3 separate regions of the Mus musculus genome follow, and all the other regions are linked to region 2. The links are chromatin contacts, called in public ChIA-PET maps. All regions are on one chromosome and are shown on one strand. Each heading gives the region's core, a stretch centred on a gene start, on an enhancer-like site or on the middle of the called end of the contact. The rest is flanking DNA. Distances are from core to core; before and after follow the strand shown.

Region 1 (4,291 bases), core at 1,781-4,280, 620 kb before region 2:
TCTCACCCAAACAAGGGAATACCATGAAAGAGCCAGAATCCCACTGAGATAGAAATTTTCAGTACAGGCTACATTGCATATTAGAAGCAAGCTGGTGAATTCTTCTGACAAATGGAGATTCTCCACAGATACTTAAAAGTTACTAGAAATTATCAGGGCCCAGGAAATAGGGGGGTTGTGGTATTGCAATATTCATGAGAAGGTCTGTTAAAGTAGAACCCCTGGTGATGGGCTTAACAATAGACTAGCTTTACACCTGGCTCCCTTCTTAATGGCAGCGGCCTGGTCCCTGCCTTCTTTTGATGTATACATTCCTTTTGTATTATGTAACTTGGTGGATTGTATCTCGTCTGGTTTCTTGCTATTCTGCTGTATAAAAAGTTTGATGTTCGACCTGAAAAAATACATTCAGATTCTACACAATCTCCTGTGTGCATCTGTCTGTCATTTTGCCAACTCCTTGCCCATCTGCACCCAGAGACCCGTCCACGCAGACAAAGGGACCCAGAGGGTCTGCGGCACTCTGCAAGAGCAGCACGTGCTTTTAACTGCTGAGCCATCTCTTCAGGACAGTTTCAATTAGTTTTAGAGCACTCCCAAGAAATAAATTTTTGTTATTGTTATAAGCCAATACACATGCATGTACGCACTTGGTGTTCTTAGGTACATATTCCTTTTTTTTCTTTTTTTCTTTTTAAGCCACCCAGGAAAACTAGACCAGCAAGGATCAAAGTGTAGCAGGGCACTATACTGGGGAACAAAAACATTAAGGGAATTCTATATGTCAAGAAAGTAATACTCCCAAGAAGAGACGGGTCTTCTTACCTCAAAAATGTACTCAAATTAGGGCTATTATTACAGAACTTTCTGAAACTACTGTTGTTGATGTACATGTATATGGCTACATTATGCTTGTAATTACTTGCTTTTTTATTGTTCTGGAATTTATTTGGCCTGTAACTATATAAACTATATTTATGCACTCCAAATAATCAGAAACACTGTAACAACATCCCTGGTTAAGTAATACAACAGCTTCAGGAACTTGTGGCTCTTCAATCCTGTCTGTCTCCCTAGTCACTGTTATTTTATTTTATTTATTTTACTTTATTTTATTTCATTTCTCTATTCTGTTGCCTTCCTTGTACCCATAAGCAATACAGATTATCTTGGCAGGATTTTTTTCTTTTTAGATAAATGAAATATGACATTTCACTCCTTTTGGTAAATATCCTGTCCATATCAATACATTTCTCCCTATTTCCTTTGAGATATGTAATTCTATAAACAAATATTTCATAGTTTTTCTGTCCGTCCAGCTTACTCCTGATGAGATGTAGTTTGTTTTTCTTTGTGAAGCCCCATTTCTTCCTCCCTACACACGGGTGTAGGAGTTTCTTGATAGCACACATCTAGATTGAGAGTTGCTGGATCAAAGATTGTAATAAGTGTCACCTCAGCAGGCAGTGCTCTCCAATCCACACTAACACATACTTATTTCCTTTGTCTTTCTTTGAGACAATGTCTGATATACTCCACCTATCCTCAGACTGGCTATAAAGCTGAGGCTGGCCTTGAACCTCTGATCTTCCTGCTTCTACCTCCCAAGTGTTCCTAAGTAAGAATGTTCTACCATACAGTTGCTTTGTGCTCCTTTGGCTTTGGAGACATTGGATACTTTGGATACATCATGTAGCCTAGGTTGGCCTCCACCTATTGGTTTAAGGCCTCTATTTGAAGGCAACTGATAAATGTATATTGTTTTATCTTTCTGAACTTATTTCTAGATCTTTAAAATGACAAGAACCCTATCATAAGGCTGTGAGGATGATCAAGTACCATACAGAAAGCACATGCTAATGCTAAGCATTCAGTGTGTACTCAGGGATTAACATCTACTATTAATACAACTTCTTTAAAAATAATGAAGAAAACAGTCAGAGACCGAGTCTGGGTGTAGGCAATGGCTAGTCTGCTTTGCTATGCATATATCCACTCAATTTTCCTCACAACCACAGTGTAGGATGTCTCCCTTTCTCAGAACAGCAGTGCCACATGCCCAAGGTGGTTCCAGCTACGAGTCTTTAGCTCTTTGTTTTTGTAATATTTATTTATTTATTTTTATTTATGTGAGTACAGTGTCTTCATATACACCAGAAGAGGGCATCGGATCCCCATTACAAATGGTTGTGAGAGCCACCATGTGGTTGGTTGCTGAGAATTAAACTCAGGACCCCTGGAAGAGCAGTCAGTGCTCTTAACTGCTGAGCCATCTCTCCAGCCCAAATCTTTAGCTCTTAAGAGAGTGTAAAAGAGTTAATGTGTCAATAGTGTTTGGACACAATCCCATGACTTTGGTGTGGACATCCAGGACAGTAAGGATCCACAGGCTCAGCAGCATCCATATCGCGCTGTTTTGCACACGATGATTTTTGTCACAGCAGTTTTCCATGGGTTTATGGTCAGGGTCCCATAAAATAACACTTCGACCCCTAGAAAGACCCCCCAAGACATCCATGCCTACCACTCTCTACCTTTTCCTAAGACTTCTCCATTCTTTGATGAGACATTATAGTGCTGTAAAGAGCAGAAGTAGGGAAGCATTGGGATGGATCCTGGGATGTGGATAAGGTCTCCACCCCCACCCACTCCGTAGAACTCTTATAGAGAAGCCAATGTATTCTGACAGGCTGGGCTGATTTTGTGCACACTTGCCATGCTGTGGGTGGTCACGACAAGCCCCAATCAGCCTGTTTTCTGTGATGTCCTTTTTTCTCTTCCCAATCCCTTCATCTCTCCTTGCCTGCTCTCTCCTATCTTTCTCTCTTTTTTTCAGCAGGGTCTCCTATATTGCAGGCTGGCTGTAAATGACTATATATCCAAGGATGACCTTGACCTCTGATACTCTTGCTTCCCATCTCCCAAGTGCTAGACTCATGTTTCCCACCACATCCAGTTTATGGGGCGCTGGGGATCAGAGTCAGAGCTTTGGGCTTCTAGGCAAGTGTCCTAGCTGAGCTCCATCCTCAGCCCTGGGTTTTGTGGTTTTCAGAGCATTCTCAGAACTACCTAGAGATAACACCCCTGGGGTCTAGGTGTGGACAGGAAATACAGGAAATGGCAGCAAAGAAAAATAAAGAAAAAAAAAGTCATCAGTCTCCTTACTGTGATTGGCACCTAGAAGTTTTAAAAAACACATTTTCTTACTGAAAATTTTTCTTGCTTCCTTTTGGAGATAGCCAAAATTTTATAGGCAGGCTTTATTTGAGATACTTCTTTTCAAGAAATTCATCTAGGGATTTCTTAGATAATTAGGAACTTTTAATAACTTTTCAAGTATCATAAAATTTCAGTTTTTCTTTCTAAACAACCACACTGCCATGTCTTCTCAGTTAAAAACAAAAACAGGTATTCCCGTGATAGTGACACTGTCTAATTTCTTTTAAAGCCAGATTTGTAAACTGAGAGTGTTCAGATAATTGGTTTGCCATAAACATGATGTACCAAACTGATTTCTAAATTTAGAGAAAAGTTGAATCTCCTCTTAGAATAACCAAGAAACAATAGACGTATTAATGATAATTAAGCTTCCATAATTAAACATCAAATACTGAAGTAACAAGCTGAAATGCATGTACCTGTGGAGTAGACAACCCTTGAAAATGGTTATTTTCAGCTCCTCTTCATAGAAAAAAAAAAAAAAAACCAACCTCCAAAATAACAGCTTGCCAAATGACAACATCTATACTGAAGTCTGATAATTTTGGTAAATTTGGTAATAATACATGTTATTTAAAGAAAAAGCAAATGGCGAACAAAACTTTGAAGCTAAAAAAAGGGAAGGTTGTTTAATAAATGCTGTGATTTCTCTGTGCAGTCTTTTTCTAAGCATTTAGAAGCAGGCCCATCACTATCCGTATTCACGCAGTGTTCGTTCTCATGTACCCTCTAGACCTTGAACACGGTCGATTCTGTGTCCTTCCTTGGAGGCTTCTGAGGACCAATTTTTGGTAACATCTCTTTGGCATACTGTGTTTTATGGAGTCCAGCTTCTCGAAGTGCTAACTCAAATCGAAGTCGAGGATCGGAAATTATCTGTAGACAAAACAAACAAACAAACAAACAAAAAACAAAACGGGATTTAAGCAAACAATAGCTCGTTTAGCTGAAGCACATCTTCTCCTTCCGGTTTGTTTCCCAAGTCGCATCATGTTTGAAGGTGGATGGTTGGATGGTGAAGCTTCTTAGCCCTGTGACTGCAGAGGTTTTACTGAAAATGTCCACACTATTT
Region 2 (3,881 bases), core at 1,250-3,749:
AGGGGCCTAGGAACCCATAGAAGTGATGGGCAGCGCCCCTGGCCATTAACTGAGTCAGACCTATTTAAAACAAACTTATGCCAAAGTTATAGACACCCTCAAGGTGGAAATCAATTCGTGGGGCCTGTGGGTGCAGCTTAGGGAGAAGGGTTGCTTGTACAGGAAATAAAAGACCTGAGAGGAGCGCATGTTTAGACCATGGTGTTTAGAAACAACAACCAGACTTTGTAGTAACCCCTGCCCGAATGCCAGCTCACATAATAACAAAACATAAGAAACCTTGGTGATGGCCCATGCCAACTCGGACGTGAGGAACTTAGGGTCCAAGGACAGATCTGTGATCTTAAAAGAATGTAATGAGCTGTTGGCATTCCTGGGGTGCAGACTCGATAAGAAACTAGATCAGAAAAAGGGTTTGTTTGTATTTCTTCTGCCCACAGAGGCAAAGGAGGAAAAGAAAAGCCAGAGCCCAGATGAACAACTGGAAGCTGGTATGTTCCTGGTCAATGAGGTGAGCAGCTGACCTGGGCTTCACGCCCTGGTCCCTCATCACAGACTACATCCTTCTCTTCTCTTCTCTCTCTCTCTCTCTCTCTCTCTCTCTCTCTCTCTCTCTCTCTCTCTCTTATGGTGAAATAGCCTGAGTTGACAGAAGCTGCTGTCAAATGCTCCTCTCTGACCTAATCTACAGCCTTTCAACTAATGCCAGAACCAGAGCCCTAAAGCTGCCAACACATCTGAAAAAATACTTAACTCTTTGTCTGAGGATCGGACCCAGTTGTCCAAATAAAGTCCAAATAACGAGCACAGTGAAGCTATTCCGTGTATTTTTCATGTGTGCCTGGGAACAAACGTTATAGTCCCTGCCGATGAGATTTCTTTTCTTCAATGGTATTGCAGGGCTGCAGCTTCAGAGCATGCGCAGTCTGATGGGCGAGCATGCTGAGAGCCAGGTGAGGTTTTCTTTGTCTTCACTGCGCTGGGTACGGAACCTTCCTGGCATCTGTTGTGAATGGGGCACCAGCAGTTAGGAATCAGGATCTGTGTGCTTATTCCGTTTTACAGCAAGTGGCAACAGAGGAGAAGAGACACAGCCCTGCAGGGTACAAGTAGCCACTCTCTAGCCTACAGCACAGCACACCAAAGGCACAGTTTCCGCAGAAGTCCTATGTTTTTCATATGATGAGCCATTCAGTTAATACCAAATGCCGTTTCTATCAGTCTTACTTCTTTTTCTCCAAGCAGAGCAGAGAGAATTTGGAGTCCTTTGCCTTGTTTCTTCAATAAAAGGAAGACATAGATCTATATCACTTCTTTTGATCAGAGAACTCAGCATTTCTACCCACCTGGCATCTTCTTTGTCTTTGATTCATCACTATAAACTCAACAAATAGTTGTATTAGCACTACCAGGAAAGGTAGGGACGTGTGGGCTTGTTTCTGCTCACCACAAGGGGGAGCCATTGCGCCCTCCTGGTTAGTCATTCCCACTACAGTACCTAAGGTCAGTGCTGGGTCTACACCTGTGCCCTCACTCGACACAGCTTGGAGTGGCCCGCTGTAGCAGCAAAACAAAAGTAGATGGAGAATCCAAAAGGAGTGAAAACGGGTGCTCAGGGGAAAAAAATGCCTGGAATGATGCACAATCATAGAACTATTTACAAGAGCCAAGAAATGGAAACAGCACAAATGCTTGTCACCAGTTGAAGAGATAAACAAATGATAAGATAGACACTTGTCGGAATATTACTCACTCAGAAAAGAACTGTAGCTCTGAACTATACACAATACATGGGTAAAACTAGAAAATACCATGCAAAGTGAAAGATGATGAAGACGAAGCTTTTATCGTATAATCTAATACACCTGAAATAGAATATATAAGTTATATAGATGCACTATAGACTGATGACTTTGGCTAGGGACTAATTGTTTAGTGAGCATAAGCTTTATTTGGGGATGTGGAAATCCTGGGAACTAGGTAGAGATGATAGCATTGTGTATAAGCCATGGGATTCCTTGCTTTACAATGATAAACTTTATGCTATGTGAATTTTATCCCAATAAAATTTCTTTTCAATAAACATTGTTGAGTGATGAGTTAGACAACAGGTGTCTGGGATCAGGACATTGGGGTCTTGACAAACACCCTAGAAGGGAGACATTTGAGACAACAAACACGGTGTACAATAAAGAAGCAGTAGGAAGCCAACAGTGTGTGAGTGGGGGGTGGGGGCGAGATGCCCCGAGTTATCTGGTGTTCTAGGGGAATGGGACATGTAGGGACAGAGGACTGGTGGCCAGAGTCACTGACTGAGCTGGTCATTTCCAGATGCTTGGTGTCTTATTCAAAGCATTTTTTCCATAAACACAGATCTAACAGGGAAATTTTATTTAAAGCAAAGTGACAGTTTAAATCAGAGTGACAGTGGGCCACCTGAGTGAGGGCACTCAAGGGCCCTGACTACCATGTGGGGATTCTTCTAATGCGGTTTGACAGAAGGTGGAGCTAGGTTGCAAAGTGGCGTAGCTTGGGCAGTTCTGTTTTGAGTAACAAATTTGAGTTATGTAAGTCTCTGCTTACCATGCATGTCCTTTCCCATAATGAATCTGATGGCAGCCCTACGAATGTCCAATTATGCACAGGCACAGGGTGGGAAGCAGGAGACTCTCCCAGAGAGTTTGCTTTGAGGACAGAGTTGGCCTCGGAGCACTCAAAACCAGTTCAGGCCAGATCAGACGGTCTCTCTTGGTTTCAGGGCATGTTCCAGGACATGTTTGAATAGAAATAGGGCATTACAAGAGGCTTCTATGCGGGGTAATTTATTTCTGTTGTTTAAAGCAGGTGACAGTTTGATGCAAGTGGGGCTCCTATGTGCTAAAAGGTTGCTAGGCGTGCTGATCAGGGAGAGATGTGTGTATTGTACTTATATGTAAGCATCTCAGGCTGCCAAGAGCATTATTAGAAGGATGTGTGTATGGTCCAGACAAGCAGAGTCCCAACAGAGGACAACAGAGTCCCAACAAGGATGTGTGCATGGCCCAAAACAAGCGGAGTCCCAGGTTGCTAAGCTATTCCCTATACTTGTCTGTCTCGTGAACAAAAGCAGCAAACATCTTTTTTTTTTTTTCAAAGAATGGCAAATGGATAGTGAATTTATTTTCATTAAGGACGTATCCTGTAAAAGACAATTCTAAGCATTTACACTAAGGACAGGAACTCCCCAACAGAGGAACCACCCAAATCCTATATAGTTTTGTTTGTTTGTTTTTTAATCTTGCCTCAAGTTTATTTGTAAAAACAGAATAAGACACTGGTCATCTGCAAATAGTGTGTGGGTAGGTGTGTCCCAGCAATTCATCTGTCTTCACATTGGCAGTAGAAGCCTTTTCTACGGGGCCTTCACAGGGGGCTGGGCACCTTTGGGAGCCCGAGCTGGAGCAGAGGCCTGGGCTCTAGCTTGAACTTTGGGCTCTGGTTGGCAAAGCCTACAACCCTTGCCTACATTCACAACTGAGGGTGATGCTAAATTTCTGTTAGAGATTTCAGTAACGAGACTTTGCGGGTCCCAGCTTCAGAGCCGCTCCGTTCCAAGCTTGCATGAGAGACTGTGGGGCAGTCTAGAGCTCTCAGGCTGCTGTTGTCTGACAGAAGGACTGGAAACCACGAGGCCAACCCAGGCTATGTCTGTTCACAACAAGGCCGGAGACTTGGGGCTAGCCTGAGAGGTGATGTCACGTGACTAAGGAAGGGTGGGATGAGTGCTCGATAGGAGAATGTGAGGGTAGATTTCAGGACACAAGTTAGCAGGAGAGAGCTGCCTGCTGTGTACACACATGCAGCTTGGATGGCAAGGCTCATCATGCATTGTCTGAGGTTTT
Region 3 (4,434 bases), core at 353-2,852, 600 kb before region 2:
AATGGTGAATAAGATAGAAAGCAATCCCACCAACTACCCCAGCAAACAGGAACTGATAAAAAAATTATCATCGTATTAAACATATACCCCTCATTATACCTATAAAACTAGAATGGTTTTGTGAGATATTTAACCATTCAAAGAGTTGGAAGAGCCAGGCAGTGGTGGTGCACGCCTTTAATCCCAGCACTTGGGAGTCAGAGGCAGGTGGATTTCTGAGCTCAAGGCCAGCCTGGTCCACAGAGTGAGTTCCAGGACAGCCAGAGCTATACAGAGAAACCCTGCCTCAAAACAAACAAACAAACAAACAAACAAACAAACAAAAAACAAAGAGTTGGAAGAATGAGGGAATAAAGGAGAACAAACCTCACATCTGATTTCTGTGAACGATGAGAAAAGTTAAAAGTCAGACCTGCCAGATTTACTAAATCTGGGACTAGAGAGGAGTAGGGTGGGTCCATGACACTACCATTTTTTCCTATTATGAACTGAAAGCCAAGAGACCACCCAGGCAGGTCCCTATACCTCACTAGCAACAGAAATCCACTTACTGCATACTTGCATGTGAAATCCCGATGTATACCAATATACAACAATTGTCTTTCTGTAACGCACATAAAAACCCCTGAGGGATGGTTACTTTTTTTTTTTTTTTTTTTTTTTGGAGTCCCCAACTCAACTAAATTATGAAATGACTGTGGTACTAGCGAGGTGTGCCTCTGGGTATGCATGTGAACATATTTCTCGAGAAGATTAACTGAGGAGGAAGAATCCTTCCAAATTAGGGGTGACATAATCCCAGTGACTGGAGTCCCTGGCTGAATACCATGGGACAAAGGGGAGAATGAACTAAGGGCTAGGATTCCCTTCTCTCCGCTTCCCGACTCACTCAGATGTGAACAAGCAGCCTCGCTCTCCCACTGCCACAATCAAGAGCCAACACTGCTACTCTGCCTATCCTGTATGAGCAACCAAACCGCCCTGAGCTGTAACCCAGATAAATCCTTCTTCCCTGAAGTTTTTTCGTGAAAGCTGTTTGGTCGCAGCCACAAGCATGCTACTGTAGCAGAGCATCTGTCTAAAAGCCCACCCAGGGGCTGGCACTTGCCACGTGTGACCAAGGAAAGACATCTGCCCTGATACCATGAGGAAATTGGTACAGTGCCTTGAACTCATGAATGGGTTGTAGGTAGACTTAGTTTAGCTTCATGATTGATATGCACTTGAGTTTTTAAAAATTCTTTAAGGCGATTAATAGTGGTGTAAGGAAAAATATACACAAAAGATATGCCCTTTAAAGTACAGAGCTTACACAAACCAGGCTAATAAGATATGCCAGTATGCTATAAAATTCCCGTCCCCAGCCAGGGTTTATTTCCTTTAACTTAATGGGCTGTAGTGGGCACCTTCTCCCCAGGTAGACGACGCAGATGCACTCGGAGGCAGAGGCAGAAGCTGGATTCTCAGCTGCTGGCAGGTGCATTCCTGCCCTTTCCCTCCAGCAAGCGATTTAAGTAAACAAGAGTCTTAAAGCCCGACTTCTCAACACTGCTTTAAAACCCTCTTTCCATTTCCTTTCTTCCTCCCCACGACTCTCAGAACTTTTGCAGGCGGCAAACATCAAAAGGACTAGAGATTTTTTAGAGTGATTCAGCTGCCCACGGCAATGCAGTCAACCTTGGTTTTCTTTCAGCCTGGGAAATGATCAGCGAAGAGGCTCAACAAACAGCTTTAACATCTGAGGCCAAAAAAGAAGCATAAAAATTTACTTTCATAAACACCTCCCGGGAAGGCTGATGTCTGATTTCCTCTTTTTTGTTTCTCTCTGTTTTTTTTTCTTTTTTCTTTTTGTAAAAGCAGCCTTTTAAAATTTCTATTGTAAGAATATTATAAAATGTTTACTGTCAGACTTTGGGGTGGTTGGGAAGATAGCTGATTTGGTAAAGTGGTTGCTTTGCGAACAAGAGGCTCTGGGTTTTGATTTCCTTGAACTCATGCAAAAAAAAAAAAAAAAAAAAAAAAAAAAAAGCTGAGCATCATGGCGGCATGCATTTGCACCCATAATCCTAGTGCTAGGATGTGTGTGGGAGGGACAGGAGGATCCTTGCTGGGTCTAGAGTAATTGGTGACCTCTGGATTCAGTGAGAGACGTTGTCTCCAAAAATAAGAGAGAAATAAAAGAAGAAACCTAAAATCAACTTCCAAATGCTGACACCATTGTATACACTAGCAAGATTTTGCTGAAAGGACCCAGATATAGCTGTCTCCTGAGAGACTATGCCAGGGCCTAGCAAACACAGAAGTGGATGCTCACAGTCAGCTATTGGATGGATCACGGGGCTCCCAATGGAGGAGCTAGAGAAAGTACCCAAGGAGCTAAAGGGACCTGCAACCCTATAGATGGAACAACATTATGAACTAACCGGTATACCGGAGCTCTTGACTCTAGCTACATATGTATCAAAAGATGGCCTAGTCGGCCATCACTGGAAAGAGAGGCCCATTGGACACGCAAACTTTATATGCCCCAGTACAGGGGAATGCCAGGGCCAAAAAAAATGGGAATGGGTGGGTAGGGAAGTGGGGGGGGGGGTATGGGGGACTTTTGGGATAGCATTGGAAATGTAATTGAGGAAAATACGTAATAAATAAATAACAAAAAGAAGAAACCTAATATAAATAACATCACACAAACATGAACACACACCTGAATACTTACATGCAAACCAAACACAGAGACTCCTGTGGTTGTCACCCAAGGAGTAACATCTGAGGTTGACCTCAAGCCTCCACAAGTGAATGTGTGCACGCTCACACTCACCCACACACAAGCACGCACACACACACACACACACACACAGACACACAGACACACATATAAACCATTTTCTTTAGCCATTTGACATATTCTAGAAAACAACAGTGAAGAGTACTAATTGTTGGTTGTGACTTTTCTAGGGCACTTTTCCTTGTGGCCCTCAGAGCTGGCTTACTCTTATTCCAGCTAGCCTGGCAGCCAGTTTTTTCAGTGGCTCCTCCTCCACTGTGCCTCCCTGAACAGCCTTTCCTCTGTCTGAGGATTCAGACTTCTAGACAAAGCCCTGGGATAAATGGTCCCTTTTGCTTTTAACAATGGACACCCCCAGAAGGCAGTGTCCCTAGTTATCTGGTCATCTGGTTAAGGTGACCCTGTCATTGAGCTTGATTGGGTATGAGCAAACCCCTGTGATGTCCTTTCCTAAATTACAAAGTGGGATTTGGCCTCACCCACCCTCCAAGAAGAGTCTCTTAGGATGCCTCTCAAAGGAAACGGAGAAGCTGGAGGAGGCCAATAGACCAGAGGATTATAATGAAACTGCCTTCCAAGAACTGACAATTTGTAAATTTTAATGCTATGTCAGAATTTTAATGAAATCCCTAAGTGAGGAGTAAACAGGGGGAAGGAGACATGGAAAGAAGTAGAGGAGGCTTTCTCATTCAGCTTGCTGGAATGAACATGACTGCTAACACTATCAAAATTTAATTTTAGCAAACAGCCAAATATCGGCCTATTTTGATGTAGCTGACCAACAAACACACTGTGTCTCTTGTCCATATTCTTCACATAGTAGAGCAACAACTTAGAAGGTTTCTTAGAGAAGAAAGTCATCTCTTCTTCCAAAGACTACAGGACCAGACAACAGACCTGGCTTCCCATGGGGCCTAAACATGACCCCTGTCAACAGTGAGGTCTACTGGCTCTACACTAAGCTGACAAGAGGTATCTCTGTTGTTCCTTAAAGGGAGGTTTTTCCTCTAACCTAAGTTGCTAGGCAATCAATCCCATTGTCCGGAACTGAGCTAAGTTAATGGCTATGATTCTAATTCTTAGAGATGAAGCCAGCCTTGTGGTTGGTGTGAAAAGCCAATCTTAGGCTCTCCACCAGACTCTTCAGTATAATCTTCCTTTCAGAAAATGTTTATGTCTTATTATTATTTGTGTTTGGATACGCAGGCCACAGTGTACATGTGGAGACCAGAGGACAGCTTTGTGAGGTTGGTTTTCACCCTTCTACCTTTATATGGATTCTATGGCTTGAACTTGGGTTGCCAGACTTGCGTGGCAAGCATTATTACCCACTGAGCCATCTTGCTGGCCCTGCATTACAATATTAATTGTCCTCTTTCAGATGCCACAATTCACATCTGTCAAGCTCTATGTGTTGTGGTCTGAATGTGATATGTTCTCTTACAGGCTCAGGTGTTTGAACATTTTGTCCCCAGCAAATGGTACTGCTTGGGAAGGCTGTGGACCGTTTAGATGGAGAGCTTTGTTAAGGAGGGTCTGGTAGAGGGGTTGTCTTAGTTAGGGTTGTATTGCTGTGAAGAAAGATGATAACCATGGCAACTCTTACAAAGGACAACATTTAATTGGAGCTGGCTTACAGTTTCAGA

Evidence for each region. ChIA-PET counts read pairs in DNA pulled down with a chosen protein or histone mark.
Region 1: a contact with region 2 is called in an RNA polymerase II ChIA-PET map of memory CD8 T cells, with 12 times the contacts expected there. The contact joins two enhancer-like sites. A contact is called at or near these places in 1 of 39 promoter capture datasets (the 3T3-L1 cell line), 1 of 15 datasets of contacts at CTCF or cohesin (pro-B cells), 48 of 484 Hi-C or Micro-C datasets (the C2C12 cell line, CD4 T cells, CD8 T cells and 30 more) and 6 of 115 datasets of contacts at active chromatin or transcription factors (bone marrow-derived dendritic cells, cardiomyocytes, embryonic stem cells and 3 more).
Region 3: a contact with region 2 is called in an RNA polymerase II ChIA-PET map of memory CD8 T cells, with 13 read pairs. The contact joins two enhancer-like sites. A contact is called at or near these places in 21 of 484 Hi-C or Micro-C datasets (the C2C12 cell line, CD4 T cells, DN2 thymocytes and 14 more) and 5 of 115 datasets of contacts at active chromatin or transcription factors (bone marrow-derived macrophages, cardiomyocytes, kidney and 2 more).

Annotation. Positions count from the first base shown.
Region 1 is chr2:58,819,606-58,823,896 of GRCm38.p6, forward strand. Ccdc148 (coiled-coil domain containing 148) reads right to left here. Exons shown (of 15, transcript NM_001372501.1): 15 at 2,092-4,095. The coding sequence ends at 3,949. Among named protein-coding and RNA genes, the nearest start is that of Upp2, 67 kb to the left of the region's middle. Within about 2 kb of position 3,031, at least 8 of the 459 cell types and tissues checked have an H3K27ac peak or open chromatin away from gene starts, as enhancers often do. A contact at or near this core is called in CD8 T cells and memory CD8 T cells, where this site is marked.
Region 2 is chr2:59,439,187-59,443,067 of GRCm38.p6, forward strand. No RefSeq gene overlaps it. Among named protein-coding and RNA genes, the nearest start is that of Gm46743, 21 kb to the left of the region's middle. Within about 2 kb of position 2,500, at least 9 of the 459 cell types and tissues checked have an H3K27ac peak or open chromatin away from gene starts, as enhancers often do. A contact at or near this core is called in CD8 T cells and memory CD8 T cells, where this site is marked.
Region 3 is chr2:58,843,144-58,847,577 of GRCm38.p6, forward strand. The region is part of intron 12 of Ccdc148 (coiled-coil domain containing 148); the gene reads right to left. Among named protein-coding and RNA genes, the nearest start is that of Upp2, 90 kb to the left of the region's middle. Within about 2 kb of position 1,603, at least 24 of the 459 cell types and tissues checked have an H3K27ac peak or open chromatin away from gene starts, as enhancers often do. A contact at or near this core is called in memory CD8 T cells, where this site is marked.